Linked DNA regions of Hordeum vulgare: region 1 is linked to region 2. The links are chromatin contacts, called in public Hi-C maps. All regions are on one chromosome and are shown on one strand. Each heading gives the region's core, a stretch centred on a gene start, on an enhancer-like site or on the middle of the called end of the contact. The rest is flanking DNA. Distances are from core to core; before and after follow the strand shown. Region 1 holds the start of LOC123437294 (MADS-box transcription factor 56-like). Region 2 has its middle 37 kb from the start of LOC123437294.

Region 1 (5,638 bases), core at 1,627-4,126, 37 kb after region 2:
GATTGAGTTGGGGCCCGGGTCTTGAGGGCGAAGATTGTAGAAGTGAAGTGCGTCTCAAAAGAATTTTGATCCAGGGGAGAAAAGCCTCGTTCAAGGTGATTAGTGAAGACCACAACTTCTCCTTCAACGGGTTGCAGACGCACTTCTCCAGCGACGGCTCTCCATCCAATTACTTCCTTGGGAGACAAAACTCCTACGTTTACGTATTGCTGAAGGGAGATGTGAGAAATTTCTGACGCCAGCCAATCACATTTGGACGGCTTTGACATACTCACATGTTCAGAAAGGAAAAGAGTTGCATGAATACGTTGGCGGGTTATCTCGATGAACATGACTTGTCTTGAAAAAAACAAGCGACTTGACAAAGAAGGTAGCCTAAAATGTTCAAGTCGCCCTAACGTAAAGACGTTTTCTTGAGATGGCGAGTTACAATCCTATCAAGCAAGCCGGTGTGAACATAAGGGCGGCTTAAAGAAGAACAGTGACCTAAGTTTCTGCTAAGTGCGGGACAAACAAGTTTCTACCAAAGGGCATAAAAATATGGATCTACCGATGGCTCCATAAAAAGAAAAAAATAGTGGCGTTGGGAAGACTGTATAATATGAAGCAATAACTGTTCATTATCTGAATCTAGATTCTGCAAGGCATTATAGAAGAATTACCGAAACAGACCCCTACATCTACCGCGACATAAATAGGGGGAAGTTCAATCAAAGAGCTAAGCAAGTCTGTAATGGCGATGAGCACGAATGAACTTCGAACGAACCCTACTAAGCTTTGGTGGATTCACGAATGAATCTAGGGAAGGAGAGAGCTTACCTGACAGCGTTGACGACGGCAGGGTAGACCCGCGACTCGAAGGAGGAGACATACGGCGAAAGGCTCCTGAACCAGATCAACTGGCGATGGGGGTTCTCCAGCGGCGGCGGTGTGAAAGTACATGCTCGAGCAGGAAGAAGAAGATGGGGGCGAGGTAAAATAAAGATTCCCTCGTGAGTATTTAAAGGTCAAAGCTGAAGTGAAAACGGTAGGCGCGGGAATCCAGGAGGAGCAATAAATTTCGAAACTCATGGCGCCTTGATTTTCGGGCTAAGAAGATAAGCCCAAAAGATCTGTTGGAATGATGTCACTAAGATTCCTAAAATCTTGGGGCGGGTGACATCACTAACAAAGCGAGCAAGAGCTTCACGGAATATTTGAAGCTCACATTTCTGCCTTGGAAGGCAAAATCCGGGTTGAATATGAGCCGCCCAGATTAAGAGTAAAATCTATTGACCTGAATAAATTCAAGTCAATCTGGGGCCTAATTTTGGGGATATCATCTCGCCACATGACCCGCCCTAAGAGGCCGGGTCAAGATGGTGGCGGCTCTTCGTTCATACTCAAGATGGGCCCTGACCTAGAAAGTGGGAGGTGCAAGGCGGTTTACCAATGGGAGCCGGCAGCGGCCCAAGACAGCAAGATGGCGGGTCATGGCCCACAAGGGAGAAGGTCGCCAGGAGTTTTCTTGCTTAAGGAGTAAGGCGAGTTAGAGACTTAACGGGGCACGGACAATAATGTGATCCGGACTCTTGTAAACCTAAGGGTCTTGACCTGATATAAAGGCGAGTCTCTAGGGCTAGTAGACTTAAGTTACAACAATCGAGAGCTAGGTCATGCGAAACCGCACCCTTTTAATCAATCTCATCATCAATACACATAAAAGCATGACGTAGGCTATTACCTCCATCGGAGGGGCCGAACCTGGGTAAATGCGTCTCTCGTTCCCGATCAACCCCTTTGAGTCACCACATAGTTGCGATGGTTTCACCACTAAGTCGTTTCACGAGGACGTATGTCGTGACAAAACCATGACACTATGCTAATGCCAGAGTGCCACTTCCAGATGCCGGAGGAGATTCGGGCAAGGTGTGCCACCCGCATCGTAGCCGAACTACCTCCAGACTCGGTGGAGCTAGAGTATGAGGAGGAGGAAGAGGAAGGGAGTGATAGTCGGTTCCCACGGAGGTGGCAGATCCGGAGGAGGAGGACATGGGGAATCCGAAGGAGAACGACGCAGTGGAGCCAGAGGAGGAGTCGGCGCCTGTTACATGCTTTAGCATGGAGGATGCCATGGTACAGTTCATGGTTTCCCAAGCGACAGAGATGATGGACCACCAGACCATTCTGGAGTCCATCCAGAATGACGCCTATGTCGAGGCCATTCGATGGTTCATCCGGTAAAAACGGGGGGGCGCCCAACACGCCTTTCGTTGAACTGGAGGCGAAACCGAAGGAGACACAGGAGCCGGAGTAGCGGCTGCCGTCGATCAATGTATTCAGAGCCGGGGACGTAGATCGTGAACATCTCCGTTGAAGACTAAGGTAATGTAGGTTATTGTTGATCTACATATTATGTAGGTTTTCTGTTATGGATGTTTTTTTCAAAATTTAAAAGTTAAGTTACAAGTTATTCGGATGCCAATGAGCAAATTTAAGATGTGATGAGTCGTGTTGGACGTGTCCGGATATGTCAACGGACATATGAGGATCCAAATTTACTGTCACGGCTGTAGATGCTCTTACTTATGCGGCATTTCCAAGCACGAGAGATCCATCCACACAGGCTAAACTTAGCTGCAAATACGCACGAGTTAGGGGTCGCGACCACAAAATCGTCATCCTCCGGCGGGACTTTCACCTTAATATCCGCGAACCTGGAAACAAGGAAAAAAAAAACGGCGACGGCCAATGGCGCTCCAACGGTGGCTCCTGGGCGGGTCCCCTGATTGATTTTTCCCAGGATGGGAAATTCCTCGCGCAGTCGCCTTCTTTATTTGGCCGGGTCGCTTCCTTTTGTTACCCCTTCGATCCATACCTTGCCCTTCCTCCGGCCGCCTCCCCACCCCGTCCACTAATCAGCAGCCGAGTTTTTCTCTCTCTGCCTTATAAATCCAGTGCACAGTGCCCCGCACCCAGCTCACACCACGCCCGTTCCTTTCCTCTCCGGGCTACGCGGGCAGGGACCAGAAAGGGAAGCCGCGGCCGCGCCGTCCCTCCCCACCCCTCTCCTCTCCCTAGGCATTTCTGGTGAGCTCCCTGCCCTCTCAGATCTGCCCGCTTTTGTCGCAGTTCGATCTCCGCCGGCTAGAATTTTACTCACATAATCGGTCTGTTTCTAACCGCGCTGTGCAGCTGGTGATTGGCCCGTTTCCGACGGAGGAGAGTGGATCGGTCGAGTCGGGTCGAGCCTCGCCAGGGGCAGGAAGGATGGTGCGGGGGAAGACGGAGATGAAGCGGATAGAGAACGCCACGAGCCGGCAGGTGACCTTCTCCAAGCGCAGGAACGGGCTGCTCAAGAAGGCCTTCGAGCTATCGGTGCTCTGCGACGCCGAGGTCGGGCTCGTCGTCTTCTCCCCTCGCGGCAGGCTCTACGAGTTCGCCAGCGCCGACAGGTACGCCCACGCAAACGGCAAATCTTGAATCTAGTCTCCCTGCTTCCGCTGCTGCTGTTTGATATCGGCTCACTGCTTGTGCTTGGGTACTTGGTTTGGTTAATTCATGGGGCCTTTGCAATGGCTGCGGTTGCCATTATTGGAGGCCGGGAACTCTTGTAGCTGCTGCCATTCTTCCCCAAAGCGTCCGTACGGACTCTCGGTGCACACAGCTAATCAAAAAAGCACACATCACATTCTTTGAGGCCTCTCTTCCTTCTCACACTTTTGTCACACATACACACACGCGCCTTTTGGCTTTCGCTTTTCTTTTCCCCTAGATTTCTCCAGTTCCTTCTCACTCCCCGGCAGTATCTCATGGAGCCTCGCCGCCTGCCTCCTCCCATGCCTCTCTTCTCCTTCTTTCTTTCCGTTCGATCACAGGCGGTAGCGAGTCAAAGAGGTTCTTAAACATGAAGGACAAGGAAATTAATGTGCAGCCAATGGGATCCAGGCTGGGAAATTAATGTGCAGCCAATGGGATCCACGCGTGCCCGGCAATTGCGGTGCTGTCGGGGAAGGGAGGCTGCGGCTAGAAATGGAGAAAAAAGCTCATGTGATGTCCGGACTCGGGACTGCGAGCATCACCTATAGCAGCAAAGTAATAATTAATTTATCGCAGCACCACCGCTGATTTGACCTGATTTCTCCTCCGCTCTCCAGTCGCGTCAGTTCCGTTCGAGGTATGGCCTGTGTGACCCGGGTCAGTGGTCACAGTGGCCACCGTACGCTGATTTCTTGCTTGATTGATGATCGATTGGCGTTCACGCTCATTGGTCAGGCTGTGTGGTACATGCGATACTGTAGTTTCGGGGAGCTCTTTCTGATCCGGGTGTCCTTCTCATTTGACGAGCTTTAGTTTAATCCTGAGCAGAAAACCGCATGTTTCGCCTGGGCCTGGACGGTTTCATGCGTTGACCCTCCGCAGCTGATTCGTCTTAATTTAAGTGTACGATCGAGTGCTTACTTTGGTAGGCCGCAGGCTAATCAAACCTTAAACTTGTGTATGGAATCATATAGTAGTATGTTTCAATCATTTATGTATATTATGAAAGCTCATTTTTCAATATTTTGGCACAAACTTTCAGTACATATGGTCTAGCCATAATTTGGTAGTTTTTCTATCTCCATATTGGTAGAATTTCCCTGCTAATTAACACTGTTAAACACATCAATTCTCCCAACCAAGTATGTAGGCATATCTTAATATTTGGCTGTAGTACTGTGACTGAACCAAACCACGATCAAACGTAGGTAGGCCTTCAGATAGGGTCGTGCATAGCCAGTTGGTAAATGCGGTAATAACAGTACGTACATCCCTTTTGTTGCTATTAATTTTGTCATATATAGTTATATATGCACGCATGTTAGGAAATTAGCTAGCAATGCATGTCCAGATGGAGAAGCAGCCAACAATGCACCACATTCATCTCTCTACTTGAAGCTAACATGCAAACTGTATTTTTACTAGGATGAGTAAAGGATATTTTCTACAGCCATACAACAAATAATATGTGCAAGTTAGAGATGTATTCAGGCATTCAACACAATTAGATGTTTCGTGTTGGTAAGAAATAGTTGTAGAGGCAAAGCTGATGCCTGTAAAGTTCGTCATGCTTTGTGGACTTAGTTTCTTTGTCTATAAAAGAACCAAGTCCCAGTAACATAAGCTTATACCAAGATATAGCCTCAAATATACAAGACCATATAAAGCAGATGGGTGTCACGTCTATGTGTGCATATATGTGCGAGAGACACACAGAGAGAGAAGTAGGGACGAGTGAATTGATTTCGTAAGTACCATGTATGAGACATGATGTACCATATATGATGTACTTCAACTCTGTGTGAACTTTTATTTGCGCTGAGAATTGTAAGCGCAATATGAGACGTTCTTATATTATGAGACGGAGGGAGTACTTTCTTATTTGTTTTCCTTCAAGATTCTTAATTATTGTGTAATTCGTGATAACTCCCTTGTAACTAAGGAACGGTTTACTATAACCAATTAGTGTTTTAGAACTTAGAAAGGAACTGTTTTGGTAATGATATTAATTAATCTGAAAGGTTCCATGCATGGAGAACACAAAGCTCCTTTTTCTTTTAATCCAATTACTATTAGTTCTCTAAGTCTTGCTTTTCATTGAATCTTAAAAGATATTTCT
Region 2 (6,343 bases), core at 1,919-4,418:
CCCGGGGAAGTGCGACTATCGGTGTACGATCTCGGTGAGGAATATATTTTTATACTAGCAGGACCGTGTTGTTCATCTCTTTTATATCTCGCCCCTTCTATGAAAATATGCCAAGGGGTGCTCGCTCCTCCGGTTTTGTTCTCTCTTTGTCCAACTGTTCACCATCCCATGACTATTGGAATTTATCCGCGAAAATACAAATTAGATCCCTGGGCCTATGGAGCCCTTTCCTTTCAAATCAAAATCAATATATTAAACTGAAAAATGAAAAAAAATCATTGTGTACACAGGTGTGAAATATATACATATAAAGTTTCAGTATTTTTTATCATTTGTCGACTACAAAAAAATAAGATAAAAATGCATATCTATTTGCCATTTAGATCTCCAAACATATCTTTTTTGTACGGCACAAAGATTAATGTATTTTATTATAAATTTATGGATATAATGAACTACATAGTGAACGCGTCTACATGTACATGTGGAAACTGATGGAATTTTTTATAGACTCCAAATAAAAGTTTTAAATTTTTGTATATAAGCGCATTCATGTAGCTCCGGGGCCAAAGTGATGCTCCCACACTATCAGGCATTCTAATCCTAGAGTACCACATATGCAACATATTATCGCAATCTATATAAACTTACATTCAACGTATATGTACATTTTCATGTAAGTGAATCTCGAGGTCATATTATAATATATAGCTATATACTCACCTCTACTTTCTAGCCTCTCAATGTGGTAGCCACACGGTTTGTGTTTCATTGGTCTTTATTGTGTAGTGGCCCAACATACTATCTTCATTTTTTCTTCAACTCTTTTTTTTGAGAGAGAACCACATGTTTCATTAATCGAAAAACAAGTTACAATAAGCAACACACGTGGAAACTAAAAGACAAACCGGGATAAAATGATTATCCTGAATTTGCAGATAAAAACCTAAGAGAACGAGAAATACAAAACGATCCCTATGGTTTCCTGCAACCACCATAGCGAACGGCCGCCGCCCAACTCCAGCGCCCCCGAGGCGAACGCCGGAAGTGACGCCGAGCCTCCACAATCCCAAGATCAGAGAAAGCACCATCGCCAACGAGGCTTTGTGAGTCGATGAAAAGGCCCGCTGCACGCAGCAAGGCACATGTCGCTGTGGCACGTCGACCGGGGGACGTCCCTGTGCTGTCTTGGACCAAGATTTGTCGCCTCCCATCAACAAAGTTGGAGTGGAACGGCAGATCCACCACCTTCGGACCGACATCCTCGCTCCAGAAGAACCACCTCGCCCCGGCCGCCAGCGTCGTCGCGAATAACCACGGACGCCAGGGACACACCCAGAAACTGATCTCGCCAGATCTGAAGAACGGCGAGAAGACCAAGCCGCCGATCTGAAGGACCGAGCAGCACACGTTGCCATCAACTCCAAGACGCCGCCGTGAAGGTCGTCGTCAGTGTGGGAATAGAGTTGAGGCCGATTTATTTGACCAGACGCCGCTCCCACCACCCCAACGGCGTCCTAAGAAAACACTAGACCAACCCTAACAACAAGCCGGCGTCGCAGCGCCGTTGCAGCGCCGTGGTCCCCACCTCCTCACGTCGACGGAGTGGGCAACGGAGGAGGCAGGGACCGGTGGCGGCCGGTGTCGCTAGGGCAGTTCCTGGCGATCGCCTTCTAGCGGGAGCGGTTCGTTCGCTCGCTCTCGACAACCGCAACACTATTTTTTTTGTGTTGGCACGTTTGCTTTAAGTCTAAAGTGGTGCCAAAGAATGGTTTCTGAAAAGAATTATCGATAGATAACGTGTTGTCCGGTTAACCAATTTCTAAGTTACCGCGGATAATAAATGAGTGATATGGATGGCAAGGAGGAAGGGAACAGCTCCAACAACTCTAAAAGGTTTGAAAGCTCTTGGCACATCAAAGATTGACCTATGGCTTTACATCACATACCAAAGGGAAGACATGGAATATTGAGATAGTTTGGGGATGAACTACTTCATTGTCTTATAGAGCAGCATCCCTATCCTCACAAGAGTTGGAGTACGAATAATGTGGCAGCATATGTGTCATCAGTTAAATTCTAGCACTTACTTTGGTGGCATATTATTGCTCTAAGGACGTAAAGTCACATATTATTGGTGTAAGGACCTAAAGTAGCACGTTCCACTATTGAATGATAGCGGGAGAGCAAGCAAGGCATTTCGTGAAGCAAAGGCCAAGTAGGGCAAGGGCAGACCAAAGAGAATTTCGATGACCATTTGCAATAAAAAAGGAGTGAAAATTTAGTAGGGCAAGGGCAGACCAAAGAGAATTTTGATGACCATTTGCAAAAAATATTTAGAGGTTGCTTCATGCATTAATATAACTATCACATGTCCTCGTGTATTGAGAAGACCCTTTTCTACGTCCGAGCTCAAATTCAAAAAAGTCTGATTATTTTGCAAACTTTGACAAATATTTTGTGTGCTTGACAATTTTTGCATGAAATGACATTCATGGAAGTCATGGCATGTGGAGAGCTAAAGAGCTATGCACTGCAAACATGTATCTAAGGATATGCACGTACTTACGAGGTATAAGTTTTTATGACGACGCATACTTACGGGATTATGCGAAATACTATTTTCATTAAGGTTTTCTTTAATTCCCTAATCAGGTTTTGGTTGGTAACCCGTTTCATAATACAGGACGTTTTAGCAAGCATTTTTTTTTCTTTCAAAGACATCTTATATATGGAACCGAGGGAATACATTTTGCGCTGACATTGGAAAAACTTACGTGCAAAAAAATGTCGAAGGAAAACCATGCAGCTCCGTGCATCCGGATTCTTTGTAGAACATGCATCCAGATTAAGCTTATGGCATGTGGAGAACCAGCTTTTTACTATTATTTTGAGCGAGAGGATTTAACGGACTTGTTAACATGTAAGATTATGGTTGGAGTTAGGGAGAAAGAAATAATAAAGAATTGAAAGGAGGGAGAAGGAGAGAGTACAGGGCGTACATGGCCAACTACACCCGCCCGGCGGGGCCGGTCGGGCGGATACCGATGCTACGGCCGAGGCCCTCCCCCACGTACGTGTCGCCGTCGCAGCGGCCTATTCCGTACGACCAGGGGGGCCTATCCTCCGCCCTCGTACACGCACATGAGGACCAACCCTTTCCGGGATCGGGAGCCCTCGCTCGTTGTAGGGCCCCACGGCTGCGCCTGCGACTTGTAGCAGACGTGTGACATGATTGATGGGTCCTCATTCATGCGGGGCCAGGTTTTCAGCGATGTTTTCCCGGGTGCAGATGGCGAATTTGGGGAAGAGGGAGGAAAAGAAAGTTTTATGGGATTGCACCCGGTCAGGCCTTGTTTGGCGCTGGAGGCTTTCAAGCCCCAAAGGGGCTGGGGATTTTCACGGATTTGGTGAATCCCTCCCCTTCACCAATCCCCTACAATCCCCTACATTCCCTCCCACCCCCAGCCCCAATATTCTCAAACACATAAAATTGTTGTTTGGCTAGGGATAGCCTTTGGATGCACAATAGAATAAAAATGTAATTTTTATCACACCAACAGCATGTAAAAATGTGACTTTTATCACAACCATCATTTCACATCTGGGCCAAATAAAAATAATTATGACAGTTGTCAATTACAACAGTTCATTCCAGCAACATCACCATCATTTTTCACACCATTGAGTCAAATAAACCAAGAATATCTCATCTAGGCTAAAGAAAAAGATCATGCCATCATAACAAGTCAATTATGGAAGCAGCGCATACGGGGTGGAACTTTCATCAAAGGCAAAGAATCGTCGTGATCTTCTGAACTCATGAACATGAAGGCTGAAGGGACACACCTACAAAAACAAAGCAAAGGAGTATAAATCAGAAGTTGATCCATCCACCATTGGAAGCACGCAAGAGAAACAACAACATATCGAGCAATGGCTATATATGTGCTGAAGATTGCACAGTACCTTCAGTGCCTGCTCTACGTTTAAACTGAAACTGCAGCTTTGGGTTGATGGTGTTATCGACATACAAATAGAGAGGGAATAAATCATGCATGGATTGAAAAATAAGAACACAATTTCTGTAGGCTTAAACATGTAATTCCTCCGCGGTTCATGTTCACAGTACGGAAAACTAGCTGGGTTGACACGATATCATGTCCAAATCGTATCGGTGAGAACGAGAACAGTGACACAAAGACCCAAGGCAAAAATGTAAAAAAGGACAAGCCTTTGCATGTTGAAAATTTTGAAAAGCTTCGCGTAAAGGATTTGATATAGCACTGGCATCTCAGAGTGAAAACAGAGAGAGAGGTCTGGAGAAACACACTAAAATCCTGGCCTTGCAAGAAAGTAAGAAAAAATGGCCTTGTTCCTTGATCTTTGAACTTTATATTCATTTGTTCTTTGCAGTTTGAATATGCTAAGCTCTTCTGCTGCTTTGCAGATCATGATAATTCTATCTATCCTACCTATGTAACTTAGACAGCCTAACACATGCACCTCCTGCCTAACTTAGCAAGGCTAACTGAACTTACATATATATGTATATTAGAAGAGAACATATATACTCTCTCTTGTCTCTTCTTGGGAGACATCAAGCTAATTAATCCTGATGAGATAAACGACACCAAAGACTTAAAAAAATGATTTTGCGGCATCCAAAAGCAGGGCATGCATGGATTCAAAAGCAGGGCATGTATGCATAAAAGTTTATGGACCAAAATCTGTGATGATTATTGTGGACATTCCAATTACTGTGATGCATATTAATATGTGTTCACCAATCATGTGTTGGCTGAATTAAGCAAGCAAGAAACTCTAATATCAAGCAATATTCAAGAACCAAACCAAGCAAGCAAGAACATTATGAACCGATCCAATATTCAAGTTCCAAGAAAGTTTACCTCTTCTAGGTAGCCAACTCATCCATTTCGCTCCGAAGCCACTCGACTGCACTCGCTTCATCCTCGGCAGCGGAAGTGATGAAGGTTTCACGGTTCTCAACATTTTTGAACACCTTATATGCTCTGGCTCTCTCATGGCGTGCGATGTCTCCCATCTTGTGCACTAGAGAAATGCACCTGCTGATGGAGAATTCATGCCCATTTGTTGATCCAGCACTCTCTTTTGTCAGCAGGGCGATTTCATCCTCCGCTTGTTTCTTCTTTATGTTCACGTACTGCTGCATCACTTCCACCATCGCATCTCCAGTCTTCTTTGCCTTCTTTGCCTCCTTCCGAGGCTTCATTTTTGCAGCAGCAGGAACCCTCTTTTCACTAACTTGTTCATCAGTTCCTACAGGATCAGCGTCTGCAACCCTCTTTTCACCAACTCTAGCAGCAGCAATATCCTCTTCCTCCAGGATCTGCAATTCATCAGCATCTACCTCTTCTACCCGCTCTTCTTCAGTCTCATCCTCCACTTGTGTAATACCTGGTACTTGTGACAGCCCAGCTTGATGTGATGGTTCAGAAGATATGAAATTGTAATTTCCTTCAGCTGTATGGCCTGCACAAAGAACATACTGAGAAGCATTAAAATTTATGCTTCTCCATACATAACACCCATAACTAGCAGCAAAATGTTAAAATTCAGTTAATTTGCAAAGTTCAGTGTCTTGCTCTTCCGTGTCTTGCTTTTTGACGAGTTAAATTTTGCGGCCCATGTGCAACTTCAGTTAATTCTGCTGTAGAACTACTATGATTGCTTTTGCTTTCAATGAATTATATATACCTAACAGTATTGGGAGCTGGTGCATTTCCATTTGCATTTGCATTGCAAAATTCAGATATCAAATGGCTTCCACCCTAACAGAACTAGTAACAGAACTAGTCTATGAAGTGTTAATTTATGGAGGAAATGGCTTCCACCCTAACTAGGAGCAGCAGTATTAATTTCTTCAAATTATGCTTACCATCATATAAGTCGCCTAGTCTGTCATATAGGGGGAAAGATCCTCTCCTGAATTTTCCAATTCTTTTCCATGTCTACAAACAAGAATAGTGAAAATGATTAATACCACAATAATACCAACTTCAAGCATGGAGCTGTCATTGCAATGTTGGTAAAGTAACTTACTTGGATCATATTTTTCCAAAGGTTTTCATCGGCAATTAGTGTGCATCTAACATCATCCCAGCTAACACCGCTTTGTCTTCGAGCCTCCTTTAGAGCCCTGTAGTCCCTTTTCATTTCTTTCTCCTTCTCTTGGATCTGATTCTTAGTAAAGTTCACACAATTCCTACAATTGAATAGCTTGACCATCTGGTTCCATGTTTCACTTCCCCAGCCATTGTCACCTCTAAAACAGGGATCATCATGCTCATGAAGCAAATCC

Evidence for each region. Hi-C and Micro-C count contacts between places; a contact is called where the count stands out from the background.
Region 1: a contact with region 2 is called in a Hi-C map of seedling, with 2.3 times the contacts expected there. The contact joins the promoter of LOC123437294 here to the enhancer-like site in region 2. A contact is called at or near these places in 2 of 6 Hi-C or Micro-C datasets (leaf and seedling).

What each region holds. Positions count from the first base shown.
Region 1 is chr1H:362,443,926-362,449,563 of MorexV3_pseudomolecules_assembly, forward strand. LOC123437294 (MADS-box transcription factor 56-like) reads left to right here and starts at 2,877. Exons shown (of 8, transcript XM_045115699.1): 1 at 2,877-3,069; 2 at 3,175-3,434. The coding sequence starts at 3,250.
Region 2 is chr1H:362,407,098-362,413,440 of MorexV3_pseudomolecules_assembly, forward strand. No RefSeq gene overlaps it. Among protein-coding and RNA genes, the nearest start is that of LOC123437294, 37 kb to the right of the region's middle. Within about 2 kb of position 3,169, at least 3 of the 3 cell types and tissues checked have open chromatin away from gene starts, as enhancers often do. A contact at or near this core is called in leaf and seedling, where this site is marked.